Regions from separate parts of the Mus musculus genome. Here region 2 is linked to region 1. A link is a contact called in public Hi-C data. All regions are on one chromosome and are shown on one strand. The core of a region is the stretch at or near the end of the contact, and the rest is flanking DNA. Distances in the headings are between cores, read along the strand shown. Region 1 has its middle 70 kb from the start of Lrrn1. Region 2 holds the start of Lrrn1 (leucine rich repeat protein 1, neuronal).

What was found. Hi-C and Micro-C count contacts between places; a contact is called where the count stands out from the background.
Region 2: a Hi-C map of myocytes shows a contact between it and region 1, with 5 times the contacts expected there. The contact joins the promoter of Lrrn1 here to the enhancer-like site in region 1. A contact is called at or near these places in 2 of 484 Hi-C or Micro-C datasets (muscle stem cells and myocytes) and 1 of 115 datasets of contacts at active chromatin or transcription factors (double positive thymocytes).

Annotation. Positions count from the first base shown.
Region 1 is chr6:107,458,122-107,460,821 of GRCm38.p6, reverse strand. No RefSeq gene overlaps it. Among named protein-coding and RNA genes, the nearest start is that of Lrrn1, 70 kb to the left of the region's middle. Within about 2 kb of position 1,396, at least 4 of the 459 cell types and tissues checked have an H3K27ac peak or open chromatin away from gene starts, as enhancers often do. A contact at or near this core is called in muscle stem cells and myocytes, where this site is marked.
Region 2 is chr6:107,528,395-107,531,094 of GRCm38.p6, reverse strand. Lrrn1 (leucine rich repeat protein 1, neuronal) reads right to left here and starts at 1,369. Exons shown (of 2, transcript NM_008516.4): 1 at 852-1,369.

The DNA.
Region 1 (2,700 bases), core at 147-2,646:
TTCTGAATGTCACTGAATAGGCTTTCTTACTGAATTCCAAGCCCAGGGTCAGCTCAAGGACTACCTAGGGCATTGGTGAAGGCCAGGAAGCAAAGTTCAATTTTGCTTAGGTATTTGGCAAGCCATTGCTTAAAGACTCCTATAATAAAATATTGAGAGAAAGCACACAGATCCATTCGCAAGGACAAGTTTTAGACGTTCGTTATACGGGATGCCACGGTTCCAGGAGGCTAAATTTCCATGAACTTTTCTCCTTGGGACTCCATCCAGGTTTCTAGGCCTGTCATGAGAGTCACTACTGGAGTGGATGTAGCAGGGGAGCTTCCACATTTCAATTGCCTGTTGTCCCCAATCCAGTCAAGTTGACACCAAATGACCTGTCACGCTCATCACCTAGATTCTGTAAAGAGCTTGGTTAAAGTGTGTTTGTATGCTTCCGAGGGAGCAGGCACTTCCCTTGTCCGTTCTATGTTTGTTCAGCTTTGTTGCTAAATGTGTTAATAGCAACATATGCTTCCTGTGACTTCCATATCTTTTTTTCTAGACACTCTTTGAGATGTTCATTATATACATCTGAATATTTTCTCAAATTCTATCATTCATGTATCATCATTTTAATAGTACAGGTAATATTTTTAGTTTTAGTTAGTCTGCCTGACATTTTTAGTTTAATTGAAATGACTTTAAAAAAAACTTAAATACATCTTAGTATTTTTTTCTCTAAGAGAACTTAATCTGAAACATCTTGAGGTCAAAGGGAAGTAGTACTGGATTTAATACATATAAAAATAAGTTGACTTCTGTACAATCAGATAACTTACAATATGCTTGAATATACACATTGCTGCCTTGTTTTATTGAGTTAAATGAAGTAAACTGGGACAGATATTAATGTATACTGTGCAGTTAGTATAGGCCAGACATATAGTATCCCTTCATTTGTTTTCTCAGTTAGTACTCTGAAGCTCACAAAACTTTCTGGGTTCAGTGTTTCTTTTATAATTATTTTCTAAAAGGAAAGTTACAGAGAGTCTTTGCCTGAAGTTAAACGCTCAGTGGCTATCAATGTTAGGGCTTGAGTTCATATCCTTATGCATTCAAATGCCAAATTTTGCCAACTGGGCCACAGAATGAAATATTCTATTTGTCTCAGAGGAAGTAACTACTTCTGAAGGCTTGAATGTGTGTGTGTGTGTGTCTGTGTGTGTGTGTGTGTGTGTGTGTGTGTGTGTGTGTGTGTGTGTGTCTGCAGTAAGCTTTTTAGAGACAACAAATATGTAGTTTGGAGACAACAACCATTGTCTCCAAACAGCTTACTACTGATTAGAACAGCTGTTTCCTCATTGGTAAAGGCTCTTATGCACTCTCATCAGACAGCTATGTTGACAGATATCATGTGGCAGGTGTACCATAACCAAAATTCCTTTCTCCTGAGAAATGTCTTGGTCTGCGATCAAGCATGAGCCATGCTAGACACAAATAACAGATGTAACTATAAAAGTCTGGGACAGGTGGGGTAAATGGATAAGAACAGTTTCTTCTCTAATCCTTTAAAACCTTCATGTACTATTTAAAAAGAGTATTGTATACCAAGCAGGGAAATGAGGGTGTAACTGAGGGGAAGGGGAAGGAGTTACTTGCTTCCTCAGGAGGGTGGAAAATCTGCAAAGCCATCTAGTTCCTTTGGCAAGCCATGTGATATTCTCCTTACCCTTTTGTCTACAAAGTTTCAATATAGCATTTTCCAAGGAGATCTTTAATGACTAGAAATGACCTATAACATCTTTTAAAAATAGTTGGAGAGATATATCAGCCACTAAGAGTACTTACTGCTCATCCAAAAGACCTGGATTTAGTTCACATAACCTCCTTCATGAAGCTAATGCCTACCTGTAACTCCAGTTACAGGAGGACCCAATGCCCTCTGGCCTCTGCAGGCTCCTGTACTCTTGTGGTAAATGTAAATCCATCCAGGCACACACATACACACATAAATTAAATAAATAGACATTCATTTGATGGATATAAATAAAAATTTAAAAATAGAAGGATAACATGGCCAAATAAACAGTCCATATTATATATTCTCCCCCCTTTTGAATTTTATTTTATTTTATTTTATTTTATTTTATTTTATTTTATTTTATTTTATTTGTTTTTTGGTGGATGCTCCTGAGTGTATGTGCATCAAGCACATACAGTATTTGCAATGACTGAAGAGGCTATCAGATCCCCTAAACTAGAGTTACAGGCAACCATGAACTGCCAAATATGGCTGAACTCAAGTCCTCTTCAAGACAAATAACTGCTCTTAACTGTTGGGCTATGTCTCCAGCCTTCCTCACATAGTTTGTATCTGGCCTCATGTGGCCTATCTTAGTCATGACTCCTGGCTCTGGTTCCCCTCCTAGTTCATCACTTTCAAATTAGACTGTAGACACAAACCTCCTTCTGGGTTTCAGGATCCTGCCTTTTTAATGCTGGTGGGTCCAGTAATGAGCACAGAATCCAACAAGGCTTTCTGGCTAAAGGTGTGATCAGGTTACTATGGCCTATCTTTAAAAAAATATTATTGATTCTTTGAGAATTTTACAAAGTGCGTTTTGATGATATTAAACCCTATCTCTTCTATGTTTAACCCCACCTTCCTATTACTCTAACTTTAAATCCTTTAAAAATTAATACCCATCAATCTGAATT
Region 2 (2,700 bases), core at 120-2,619, 70 kb before region 1:
GGGAACCCAGCCAGCCAAGGACTTCCCTCTGAGGTAGCGGTGACCGCAGGAACCTAGGAAGCACCGAATCAGTAGGCAGCAGCCCACACCCCTCTCCTTGCAGCACAAAGGACACTCGCTGGCAAACTTTCCTAGTCACTGACCCCAGAGCAGAATGCCTGGAAAAGATCAAGACTTCCCTGAAATTTCCACGTCTGTAGCAAGCCTCCTTAAGGGAGCTACCCCTTCTAGGCTCAAAACAGTTTTCTCCTCCTTGGACCACATAACAGTTGAGTATGTTCTCCCCAATGCTCTGACTTCAGTATCCTCAGTGTTTTGTTAATTACACTCCTTGCTCTTTATTCTTAGCATCGTAGCCTCTGCCGAGACCTTTTCCTCTCCCCACAACCTGCCACCTTTCTTTCCTTTTGACCCCATTTCCAACTCCCTGGGTCTTCTGTCTGCTCTCTTCCCAGGTCCCCAGCTTCTTTCCCCTGATCACAGCACCAAGCCTTCTCTTCTCTTTCCCCCTCTGATGGGTCCCTGAGATCCTGGGGCCTCAGCTCCAGTCACTGCCTTTTGCCCATTTCTGTCTGGCCTTTCTTCTCAACTATTGCTCTCGCTCGCCCTGCTTCATTTTGAAGGCAAGAGGGTGATCGGTAGATTCTCCTTTCCCGACTTCGTTTTTCCTCCTTGCTCGAGAAACCGCGCCCCCTTGTTCCCCTTAGCCCTGAGATCTTATCCCGAGGTTTCTCAAACGCAGTAGGGTCCGCCAAGCTGCCAAGTTTGTCTCTACTTCCTCCCTGCTGCCTCCCACACCTCCCGCTGCCTCCCACACCTCCTGCTGCGGCCCAGTTGGTCCGGGCACTTACCCTAAGGCTGGGCTGACAGGGGTGTTGGGGTGCGCACGGAGCGGGTGGTGGTGGCAGCAGCAGCCACTAGCCGGAGGATGAGGACCGGCAGAGCAGCGCCTCCACCCAGCCCGCAGCGCGCACTGGCTCCTTGGGGGACCCCCAGCAGAGCACCAAGATGCAAGGCGAGACAGCCGCGGGAGCAACAGCTGCTGCGCGGGGCTGGGCTAAATCGCGTTCTTGGGGGTCGTGGTAGAGACAGGCGGGAATAGGAAAGAGGGTAGAAGAAATGGGGTGCAGAGGGCGGGGCAGCGAAGGATCGGTCTCAAGGAAGGCGCCCGAGGCGCCTCGGAGTGCGGTGGCAAGGATGCCACTGTCTGGGAGGACGCCGCGGGCCCCGGTCCCCGCCCGACAAGCGCTGCAAACCGGGGCGCACGGCCCTCGCCTGGCTTCACGGCTTGCTGCCGGCGCCCTCCGTGCGCCCCGCTTTGTGCTCCCCGCAGCCGGCGTGCACCTGGTGTAAGCAAAAGCGGTCAGCTGATGGGCTGCGCGCCGATTGGCTGCTTAGCGGTCTCCTCCCCTCCCGCCCGACCCCCTTCCCGGCCTCCCCCTCCCGCCCTCCCGCCCGCTACGCCCGCCTAGGCGCAGTCCCGCGCTGGGGCACCATCTGTAGCCCGCCCAACAAAGGGGCAGCTCGGGCCCGCCACCCTGGGCCTGCCAGATCGCTGCAATGCCACTACAGCCGCTGCAGGGAGCAGAGAGCCACTCCTTTTTTCTTTTTTTCATTTTCTTCTTTTTTAAAAAAATAGGGACGAAAGACTGTGACTGGGAGAGGAAGGCAAGGACAGGGGAAGAACCCTTGTAGGAACGCCATAGTCTCCATGGGACTGCAATGGAGTTTTAAGTATGAGATCTGACCCATCCTTTGGAGATAGTTGGCTATGTGGTGCATACATACATACCCGCAGCTGAAATGGTTAATGCCCTTGCCGAACCCAGGGTAGTTCTGTGACCCTTAATTGCGAGGCAAAGCCACTGTGAAATTCTGGAGGCTTTCTGGAAACAATTCTGAAACTTTGAAACTGTGTAGTGTCTGTTTGGTTAGGTGTGAAACTTGTGTTCACATTAGCAGAGGATTGATTGAAAGTGCAGACTGCAGAGCGGTGTGAGGGCAAGGGTGGTGGGAGGCAGGCAAGAGTGTGGAAGGGAGGGTGGAAGTGGTTGAAGACTAGACCTGAACCAGGGTCTCAACTTCAAAGTGACAATCCAAAGCAAGGTTCAGGAAAAGCCTTTGATAAGTGCTATTGGGGGAATCAGCTTTAAGAGAGAGAGAGAGAGAGAGAGAGAGAGAGAGAGAGAGCATCAGCAACTTTGAGAAAGAGAACCTGATTTTATTTCCCCGGGATACTCAAGTCAAGAAATTCTGGGGAATTTGTGAAAGGATGGACCATGTAGAGACTGCCTTATCCAGGGATCCACCCCATAATCAGCATCCAAACGCTGACACTATTGCATACACTAGCAAGATTTTATCGAAAGGACCCAGATGTAGCTGTCTCTTGTAAGACTATGCCGGGGCCTAGCAAACACAGAAGTGGATGCCCACAGTCAGCTAATGGATGGATCACGGGGCTCCCAATGGAGGAGCTAGAGAAAGTACCCAAGGAGCTAAAGGGATCTGCAACCCTATAGGTGGATCAACATTATGAACTAACCAGTACCCCGGAGCTCTTGACTCTAGCTGCATGTGTATCAAAAGATGGCCTAGTCGGCCATCACTGGAAAGAGAGGCCCATTGGACACACAAACTTTATATGCCCCAGAACAGGGGAACGCCAGGGCCAAAAAGGGGGAGTGGGCGGGTAAGGGA